2 separate regions of the Mus musculus genome follow, and region 2 is linked to region 1. A link is a contact called in public HiChIP or PLAC-seq data. All regions are on one chromosome and are shown on one strand. Each heading gives the region's core, a stretch centred on a gene start, on an enhancer-like site or on the middle of the called end of the contact. The rest is flanking DNA. Distances are from core to core; before and after follow the strand shown.

Region 1 (5,250 bases), core at 1,763-4,262:
TTACCCAGAAAATTAGCCATTAACACTTTCATCTATCCAATGCCTATGTGTTCAATACTGACACAGTGCTAAACATGCACAGAATATTTAACTGACCTAAAACTCTGGGTTAAATTGTATCTTCCACCAAATAGTCCAAAATCTCATATAAATCTTTTACTAAAGATAGGTTTATTATCACTGTTACTGACTTTAATTTTAGAGCCTTCTGGATTGGAGAATGTATGCATGCCCCCCTTTTCAAAAAAAAACAAAAAACAAAAAACAAAAAAAACCCAAAAAAAACCAAAAGACAAAAAAGATAGAAAGATAAAATTGTTGAGCCAGCAATTACAAAATTGAAATCACTTGCAAAGACTGAATCATGTATCTACCTGAAACTTCAATTTGACACTTTTTGACTCATTGTCTCTTTTGTCAGCCTTAGCGAGTGTGAGTGTAAATTACTTAGCTAATTTCACCTGTAGATGCTATTCTTTCAGAGCACAGAGAAATAAGGATCATAAATATGCCGTTACTGCCTGCTTTTGTATCTCATTTCGTAGTCCCAGATTTAAATAAAGAAAATATATTTAAAAGTACAAATTAATTGCACTTATTTCCTGGAAATATTTCAAAATGCTTTCTTATATTAGTGCCAATAAATTTACTTAATAGGGTTTAACTAGATATATATTGGGGTGATACCAATATAACAGTAACAGTAAGGGCAACAATAACACAGGCAGTTAGTTACCATTTGTTTACTGCCTATGAGGTATCATGTTGGAAGCTTTAAATAGATTATTACTGAGCACAGTTTCAAAGAAAGCATATATTCCATGATATGAAGACATCAACTGAGGTTTAAAGAGATTATCTGGTTTATGTTATTCACATACCACTTTAATGGAACAAGAATTCATGTCTGAGCAACTGTGTGCAACCCATGGTTTAAGATGTTATTTCACTGCTGTTCCTTTTTTCTTTTTGAAAAGATTTATTTTTATGTGCATTTATGTCTGCATGAGGATGCCAGGTCCCCTGAAACTTGGATTAGAGACAGTTGTGAGTTGCCATGTGGGTGTTGAGAAGGGAACCAAGGTCCTCTGGAGGAGCAGCCAGTGCTCTTAACCTGTGAGCCATTTCTCCAGCCCCCAAGGTGTTGTTTCAACTCCAGCAAAGAAACAGTCTTTCACCTATATGCAGAAATAATATTTTACCTGTTAGTGCTGTTTTATTACCATAGAAAGTAAAAGGATTAAACTATAGCAAAAAGTAAAAGATGCAGTTATATGATTTCTTTCACAAAGTAGATTTTAGAATCACTTTCTGTAATGTATGGGTAAAATTCTTTACATAGTTTTTCAGTTTTTATACATTTTATCTTGGCATGATATACTCATGAAAACTTGTGTTCTGCAATAGGGTATTCTCTTCTTTCCCAGTCACTCTAGAAACTGAAGTAGATCCTATAGGGTTAAATGTCATAAGTTGTCAAAGTAGTTTTTTTCTTCAGAACCTCAATGCTATAAACATATTACCTATTTGTCTTGTTAGCATTCCAAAAAAAACAAAACAAAAAACAAAACAAAAAAACCCATTATTGCCATTCTTAGATTACTGAAAAAAATTGGATAAAAACAATCTACAGAGGTTGATGAGAAAATTCCAGTGTTTTCTTTTTCACTTTTTCTTTAAAATACTTCTTTAAAATAACTCATCAATAACAACTAAGTAGTTTGCTGTCTTCCACTGAAAGAGCATTGTAATTCAAATCCATTCAGTGCTGCCTCATTTATACAATTTGTTAGTGAAGCTCAAATACTCTGCACCTATTTTAATGATATAGCACATTAATAACATTTTCACTCATTTAAAGCCATGTTTACTAACAGAGCCTTAGCACCCCCCAAAACACTGGCAAAGACAAGTTTCACACATTCAAATTGCCTGAACAAGTAATTGATACATACAGCTTAAAGCTTTTTTTTTTTTTTTTTTTTTTTTTTTCCCAAATGAAGGTCTTTAGAGAGTTTTAAAATCACGCTAAAACAAACAAAAAAAAGTAGGTAAAAACATGTTTGACTGTGCAGAAAACACTCAAGGTCACAAGATGCCCATTTAGTTCTTGCTACAACAGGAAAGAGGCAACCAGGCTGATTTCTAGCTAAATTTTGCCTAGAATTTTCTTGAGGGAAAGTTGGAAACTTTATTACAAAATATGGGAAAGTTATCAAGTGACAGGAAAATTAGGGGGTCAATAAAGATGAAAGATGTCTAAACAGAAGTGAGAATCAGTAAGTTTGTGGACTCTTATTGACTTATGTCATTATTTTTAGAGCCCCTCAAAATAAGAAACTAACACGGATGAAGGGGGGGTTATCCAGCCAGAGGTGAGACACAGCCATTTTGGTGGGGGGGAGGGGGGTGTCTAACTACACAATGAGGTCATCCTATCTCCCGGAAGTGACAAGTAATCACCTGCTTTTCACTAGCTCCTCCCCTTCCCTCAAAGGTCCCGCCCCTCTGCCCGCAGCCGGGAGGGTGTTAGGGGGCGTTTCTCCCAGAGCAAAGCTGAGAGCTGCGACGCAGAGGAAGGGGACCCCAAAACGTCTGGCACTGCCTCCTCCAGGGAACACTTTGGACCGTCTCACTCAACCCAGCGGGATTCTGAAACGCCGAGGGGTCAACCTGATGGGTTTCGGGGTCAACGGAAGAGGGGACGGGGAGCCCTGGCGGGGAGAACCCCCCGGCCCCCCGCCCAGCAGCTGAGGCACAGGAGGGCGGCCATCTTGGCCGGTAGGGTAGGGCCAGGAGGCTGCGGGCGCCGTGCGATTGGGGGGCTCGCCCGGAAGTGACGCCGCCCGCCCGGAAGCGGAGGGGGTTCCCTGGCCCACTCCCCCCGTTCGTCTGCTCCCCGCTTCCTCCCCGCCCCCCTTCCTCTCCATTCGTTCCCCCCCTCCCCGGTCCCTGCCTTCTCCCCCCACCCGTCCCTCCCCCCCAACCTCCGGAGCTGGGAAGAGAGTCAAGATGGCGGCGAAATCCGATGGCGGTGGCGTGGGGGTGGGCTTCGCCCAGCTGCACAACCTGGACGAGGCGGTGGGCAGCGGCGAGGAGGACGGGGAGCCCGGGGGAGGCGGCTGCGGCGGCGGCGACGGCAGCGAGCCCGGCGAGAGCAGCTCGCTGCACATCTGCCACTGCTGCAACACCTCCTCGTGCTACTGGGGCTGCCGCTCCGCCTGCCTGCGCTCGCTGCTGGGCAAGAAGCCGCGCCGCAGCGCCGCCGCCGCCGACGGGGGGGACCAGCCGCTGCAGCCGCCCGGGGCCGCCGGCCGCCACCCCCCGACGCCCTCGGCCGGCCGACCGCAGCCCGCGTCGCCGCAGGTGGAGCGGCCGTGGCTTGACTGCCTGTGGATCGTGCTCGCGCTGCTGGTGTTCTTCGGGGACGTGGGTACCGACCTGTGGCTGGCCCTCGACTACTACCGCAAGGGGGACTACGGCTGCTTCGGGCTGACCCTGTTCTTCGTGCTGGTGCCGTCGCTGCTGGTGCAGAGCCTGAGCTTCCGCTGGTTCGTGCAGGACTACACGGGCGGCGGGCTAGGCGCCGTGGAGGGGCTCAGCAGCCGGGGACCCCCAATGATGGGGGCCGGCTACGGCCACGGCGCGGCCCGCGGCGGCCCGGGTGCGGGGGGCTCGGCCACCCCGGGGGCGCAGCGTCTGTGCCGCCTCTCCGTGTGGATCTGGCAGTCGGTCATCCACCTGCTGCAGATGGGGCAGGTGTGGAGGTAAGAGCACTGCGGGCTGGGGGCGGGGGCTGCGGCCGCGCGCGGGCCCCTCGGACAGTCTGGGCTAGGTTGAGCCGGGGGTAGCCGTGCGCTGTCTTAGCATCTCGGGACGGTCTATAGGTTGCCTGGCCACGCCTTTTGGCCCGGGGGAGGCCCTAGGTCCTGCTGTTTGTCCATCTCCGTCCCTGGGTTGCACTTGGAGAAGACCCTGCCTCTACCCTCCCGCCTCTCCTCTGCAGACCTCCATCCTGGTTGCCCCCTTTCCCCCCCCCGCTGTGTCCCAAGGTAACTGGCGCTCGTTTGCATCCTGGAGGAGACCTGGCCTCCTTCAGCCGGTTGCACTTGGCCTTCCCCCCTACCCCCATCCTCCCCGAGGGACATTTCCTCCCCCCCCCCACTCCTGTTTTCTCTCTGCAGTGGCCGGTGTGGGGCCCTGTGGAAAAACCCTAGCTGCCTCTCCTTAAAGCACTCCTTCCTTTCACGCCCCTCCTCCTCCTGCAGCCCCAGCCCCTGCAAACACCGCTGCTCCACACCGCTGCCCTCCTTGAAGGAAAAAAAATGACTTTTTTTTTCTTTCCGGAATAGATGTGCCCTTTTCGCAGTGACAGGGAAAAAAAATGAGATGGTATCTAGTGGCAGCAAGCGTTTGCTGTTAACTCTCACCTCTGGAAAATCACTGAGCCACTTGAGCACCTATTTCTGTTTTTAACGGCCAGGCCTCTGTGTGGTTTGTGTTTACATCCAAGATGCAAGCTTGGCCTCAAGGCCCTTTCCCCTGCTTCTGTAAAGTCCTCGTGTGTCAGGTTGATCTCTCAAAACCACTCACCAAGGAACCTTGTCTGCCTCACTGTCTAAGCACATAGAGTACCTCACTGACTAGCTACCCCACCTTCTACCTCATTAACTGTCCACCTCGCTGACTGATTGCTTCACTGTTTACATCATAGCCTCTCCAACTGCCTTCCTTGTCTACCTTACCGCCTCACCGTCTTCCCCCACTTCCCGGCTACCTCACTGATTGCCTGTTTACACCAGACTCATATATATGCCTTCCTATGTGGTCTGCCTCACTGACTGTCTTACTGTCTTGCCCTCATTGACAGGCTACCTCACCAACTGGCTACTCCACTGACTGGGTACCTCACTGGCTGCTTCGCTGTTTTCCTTTCCCACTACCTGGTACCTCACTAGCTCACCAGCTGGCTTTCTTCTCTGTCTGACCACACTGACTGGTTGCTTTCCTGATTCCATCCTTAGCTCACTGCCTTCTCTGTTTATCTCCCTGTCTACCTCCTCGTTCACCTCGGCGATTACCTCCAGTGCTTACCTAACTGCCTGACTGCTGTTGTTTACGTCACTCTCTCACTGTCTGCTGACTGTCTCCGTGTCTTCCACTTATTATCTGTCTCTGTCTACTTACGGAATACCTCTCGATGACTGCTTCACTACACCCATTTCCCTCACTGTCTGCTCACTGCCTCGC
Region 2 (5,250 bases), core at 1,416-3,915, 48 kb after region 1:
TGAACTAAAACATGAATGAAAGAGTTTTATTCTTTTTTTCTGACCTCCTTCCCTCCCTTCTATTTCCTTCCCTCTTGTTTTCTTTGTTTTGAGAGGAGATCTAGATAGCTCTGTAGCTCTAGCTGGCCTGGTGCTTGCTGCATAGCACAGGCTGCCTTCCCCACCAGCTCTCTGGCTTCAGTCTTCTGAGTGCCAGGACACCTGAACATCCCTTCTCTCCTTTCTTTTGCCTTAAGTGTCAAGGTAGCGCTTGTCAGAGGCCAGACCTATCTGTTGGTTGTAAGAAATACAGAAAGGCTGAAGTTCCTAGCAGGCTGCAGGCCATTGGACACAAGCAGGGAAGCACCGTAGTGGTATTGTCTTGTTCATAGAAATGTGTTCAGTGTGGTGAACCTGGCATTAGCCATCATAACAGGATCCTGGACATTTTATGAGGGTTGCTGACTGGAAGAAGGATCAGATGGTAAAGCACAGAGTAGGTGTGTGGATGGGGAAGGGAGTTGAGGATGGGGAAGGAGAATAGAGTAGGGTCTCCATGTGTCCAGCTTATAGCACAGCCGAGGATTGTGGCTTCTCTCTTTAGATCAAGAGGTCAGAGCCAGTATCAGGAGGCAGAAATTACTGGACAATGCAAACCTTCAACTCCATATACCTACAGTGAATATGGGTAACCTTTCAATCTGCCTGATGCCTCCTTTGTCTTGGTGGGAACTTGACTTTATAATCTGCCCTCCCTGTACCACTTTATCTTTCAGGTGGGGCAGAACCTAGCTGGAGTCTGTGTAAGTGAAAAGGAGATCCAGGTTCATTTCAGACAGTCAGGCTGGAACTCTTTTCCCGGCCAGTGACTGGCTGATACAACTGTGGTCAAGGCATAACAGAGGCTGTGTATTTTATTTTTTTATTAAAGAAATTCAAGAGATTAGTGAGAGAGAGAGAGAGAGAGAGAGAGAGAGAGAGAGAGAGAGAGAGAGATGTGTGGGAACCCACAGGGTCCAGAAGAGGGTGTCAGATCCTGGGGATGGAGTTATAGGTGGGGTGACTGCTGGGTATGGGTGGGTAACTCTGGTCCTCTGAAAAGGTTGAAGTACTCTTAACCCTGGAGCCATCTCTGCAGCCCCGGGACTTTGTATTTTAAAGGAAAGGATTTATTTAACCCACAGTAGTGAGGTTTAGGGCTTGTGCTGGCATGTGCTCAGTTGGTGAGCATCAACTGTGGTGTTCCACCATGATGGAAATGTAGAAAAGGAAGTGAGTGCATTTGAGGAGCAGGACTGGTTCACAGCTACCCACTCTCAATGCCTGCCTGATGCCCTTTCTTCACAGTCAGTGAAGGGGCCCCTCCACAGACTCCATATGCGTCTCAGTGGAGACTAAGTATTCAGAAGATGTGCTGGAGATCTTGGGACACAAGGAGTCTCCCTTTAAAAAAAGATTGAAAACAACAGAGAAATTGTTCTAGTGGACATGGCCAGATGTGCACACCAAGCCTGACCAGCTGGGAGGTCTCTGGAGCTAATCCATCCCTGTGTGCTGATGCAGAGAGAAGCTGGGTCCCAGATGATCTTTAACACTTTCAAGGGGCTGGACTTGGGGACTTACTGAATGACACAGCAGGTGAGTCAGCCTCTGAGTGAATCCATTAACATAACAACAGGGTGGGTAGACCAGTTTCTAAGGGCTGCTCTGAAGTGGTTCTCCAGGGAAAGGGTGGCCACAAGAAGACATGGGAGTCCAGCACTGGCTGAGTTTAGGAAGACTAGGTTTATGTCCTTCGTAACTGGGAGACTCAGGGTTTGCCATTCTCTTTGCACAGCAGACACCTTCTGAGGTTGAATCTTGGAAGGAGGTGACGTCAACCTCAACTGCAGGACTCTGCTTCTGGTCAAGGGCCTGTGTCGAGCATACACCCACGCCCCACAGGCCTTAATTAGCTCAGTATCTGTTCTCTGTGTAATCTGTGCTTTTAAAGCTTGCAGAGAGGGGAAGGTACTTTACCAAACTTTTTTGTTGTGAGGGTGCATTGGTTTAGGGAGATGGGTTTCATAGGATTAGATGTCAAAGATTTAATTGTAGTAACTTAATAACATTTATCACTTAGTTGTTCCTCTCAGAAAATAGGTCATTTACTCAAGCTTTGCTAGTAAGGAGTGCTTCAGGGGATGCAATGAAATGTTACAACTTTGGAAGTGATAACAGCGTAGACATTTCTTTGGAACTTGAAATTTCTGTGCAATTTGAATTGAGACTACTTTCTTTATTATGTTGAAGTCACAAGAGCAATTTCAGCAGCCACAAGAGGAACATGAAAGTAGGTAGGTGTGTCTGCTGGGGATTTGTGAGTCTTCCTTCTGATGGTAAATGTCCGTCCAGGCCCACCCTTCCACCCTGCCTATTGTTACTGGTCATTTTTCTAATGACACTACATCTTTTACCTGTGTGCTTGCTTGCTTGCTTGCTTATTTATTTATTTATTTATTTATTTATTTATTTATTTATTTATTTAACTCTGCCTAGCTCCAAGCTGTTGGTTAATGGGGGACAGTGTGTCTGGCATTTCCTGTCTCTTGATGTAGCATTGCAGTTTTTATGCACGGTGCCTTTGTGTTGTTCTCAGGAAGCTGTATTGATCTTTCCTGGGGAGCGACAGACTCCAGAGCGTGGTCATTATGACTCTGCAGTGAAGCTTATCAGTTCTGTGTTTCCTGCCTAGGAAGCGGCCCGCCATCTGCTCTGCAGTAATTATTCTCATATGCAACCATAGAATTGTGTTTTGGAGACCTTAATGTGTTACGTTCCCCAGCTCCCTTATTTAAACACTTTAACCACCACCATCCCTAGAAATGTTGGCCTTGATATGCCGTGAAAATTGTGCCCTGCTGCCATGCCTCTGCCAAGGCTTCTCACATGGGTGGCTTGCTGGTCTGCCTTCCCTCCACTGTGTGCTGACTCAGCTCCACTCTGGTGTTGCCGTCTCGAGGATAATCGCTCAGAGCACGCTGTATTTCATTACGTGCCAGACCCCAGGACCAGGGCAGCCAACCTGCTGTAGCTCTAGCCTTTGCCCTGCCGTCCTTCTCCTGTGGCTCCCAGTGCTGCCTTCTCCCTCTGCTTCTCATTCTTGTCTCACCTCAGCCAACCCTAAAGGGTTCTTGTGTGGGTGGAACTTGGTTTCTGTCATTGCTTAACCAGTTGAACGATCAGTTGCAGGACTTTCTTGAGCCATGACAGATGTATTCTCATTCTGTTGAGGAGCCAACGTATGGCTGTAAATATTAGTGGGGTTCAGTTTGTTGTCTCCACATGTATCTAACACATCCTGCTCAAGATAGGATGATATAAATTGTTTTGCTATTCTGTGAAGCATGGGCCTACATTTTTCATCATATTGATTGATTAATTGATTAATTGATTGTGTGAGTGGCACATGTGCCATGGTATATGCTTGATGGTCAGATGACAACTTGCAGAAGTCTGTGCTTTCCTCCTTCTGTCTCGTGAGCTCCAGAATTGAACTCAGGTCATCAGGCTTGGTGGCGAGCACCTTCATCCATTGAGCCATCTTGCTAGCCCAACTTTTTAAAAAAATTATCAAATGTTGTTTCCTTATGCTATTTGATAACGTGTAATCACTCCCATTATCCTTTCTTGCACCCATTCTATGCTGATCACAAACACTCCCCCCTTCGACCTTTTATCCTGTTTTGAATTTAGATTCCACATCTAAGAGAATGCTCACCTGTTTTTCTGAATGTGACTTATGTAACAAAATTTCACTTTTCTTTATGACTGAATAAAATTCCGTTGTGTATGTATTTGTTCATTTATCTGTTGGCTGATGCCTGGGGTAATTTTATAACTTGGGAATAATGCTGTAATAGTGTGTGTGTGTGTGTGTGTGTGTGTGTGTGTGTGTGTGTGTAGAGCATCATAGAGTATGTGGGCTTAAAGTTTAAAATCCTGAATCAATACAGCACTCGAGTAAGTTGCCTATTTTATAGCTATAAAGAACATACCTGCATGTTTATTTTTTCTGCTTGATGTTCCTAGTATGCCAAACATTATTAGTGTTGTATGTGGTTTCAGACAGTTGGGCGTCTGTGATTCCACGGTGGTTGTGGGAGCTGCTGGCTGATGCAGACTGTGTCCATCTAGGATGGTGGTATTAAAAGTTTTCCCAAAAATTTCATTTAGATTTTGAATTCTGGCTGCTATTGTTTGGTTGTTTTTGTTATTTAGAAGTAGTTTGTATCTAGTGTGTTTAAACTCGAGGTATGTAATAGTGACATAGCTGCATTTGTGACAGCTACTGGTGAAGATACAGCTAGCTGGTCAGGGCTAGTCTTCTGGGGAGCATCAAGTGTCATCTCACTTTATATACATTTTCATGTGTGTCTTTTAAAAGTCCTGCCTATTAGTATACTTAGTGTGTACTTAGTTAGCTGTGTGTTTAATAGTACGTTAGCTGTCAGTTTAAGCCTCTGATTGGGAGAAAACATTACACAGATAGATGAGAGATAGAAATACATGTCCCAGGGACTCACCAACAGAGCAGGGTGCTCCATGAGTCGGCACATTTTTAGGATTGACTAGAATGACACGCACACAAGCTGTATGTAGACATGGAGTTTTTGTCAGGTGCTCACTCCTTTACAAATGCCTGCTTAATCCCATGCACTGTTGGTGGGAACAGAAAGTGATATGGCCGTTGTGGGAAACAGTATGGCTGTTTGTCAAACAAAGGAATGGAATTACTATACAATCCAGAAATTTCACTTCTGGCTATCCATACTAAAAAACGGGAAGCAAATACTTAGACAGATATTCAGGCAACTGTGTTCACAGCAGCTGTAGCTGAAGGTGCAGGCAGCTGCAGAGCCCCTGCATGAGTGAGTGGAATATGATCCAGCTTCGGGAAAGAAGTTCTGCTGTGCGTACTGCACCTTGTGCTGCTGTACTGATGAACCTTGAGGACATTATACAGTGAGCAGGCCACAGGACTCCTAAGCATTGTGTGCTTCCACTTTGGAGGCACCCGGCGTCGGCAGCCATCAAGTCAAAAAGGAGGGAAGATGAATGGCTCAGTGGCGGGACTTGGGCTTTGCAAGGTGAAAAACTTGGTGGAGATGGTCTCATAACCATGTGAGTGTACTCAGTCCCACGGAGCTGGGTGCCTATGCAATGATTAAGATGGGAAACCAAGCTGTATCAGTTGCAGAGTGTGCTTTAGGAAGGTAAAATGACCATGGT

What was found. HiChIP or PLAC-seq counts read pairs in DNA pulled down with a chosen protein or histone mark.
Region 2: an H3K27ac HiChIP or PLAC-seq map of epiblast stem cells shows a contact between it and region 1. The contact joins the enhancer-like site here to the promoter of Xkr6 in region 1. A contact is called at or near these places in 4 of 39 promoter capture datasets (the 3T3-L1 cell line, 3T3-L1-derived adipocytes, the HPC-7 cell line and 1 more), 7 of 484 Hi-C or Micro-C datasets (the G1E-ER4 cell line, the HPC-7 cell line, the N1E-115 cell line and 2 more), 4 of 115 datasets of contacts at active chromatin or transcription factors (the HPC-7 cell line, embryonic stem cells and epiblast stem cells) and 2 of 9 other capture datasets (liver and pancreatic islet).

Annotation. Positions count from the first base shown.
Region 1 is chr14:63,603,518-63,608,767 of GRCm38.p6, forward strand. Xkr6 (X-linked Kx blood group related 6) reads left to right here and starts at 3,013. Exons shown (of 3, transcript NM_173393.2): 1 at 3,013-3,767. The coding sequence starts at 3,013. Gm15918 (predicted gene 15918) reads right to left here and starts at 4,202. Exons shown (of 2, transcript NR_167937.1): 1 at 3,442-4,202.
Region 2 is chr14:63,651,591-63,656,840 of GRCm38.p6, forward strand. All of the region lies in intron 1 of Xkr6 (X-linked Kx blood group related 6), which reads left to right. It overlaps Gm38524 (a long non-coding RNA gene), which reads left to right. Exons shown (of 3, transcript XR_383495.4): 1 at 1-5,250. Among named protein-coding and RNA genes, the nearest start is that of Gm38524, 4.7 kb to the left of the region's middle. Within about 2 kb of position 2,666, at least 25 of the 459 cell types and tissues checked have an H3K27ac peak or open chromatin away from gene starts, as enhancers often do. A contact at or near this core is called in the G1E-ER4 cell line, the HPC-7 cell line, the N1E-115 cell line and 3 more, where this site is marked.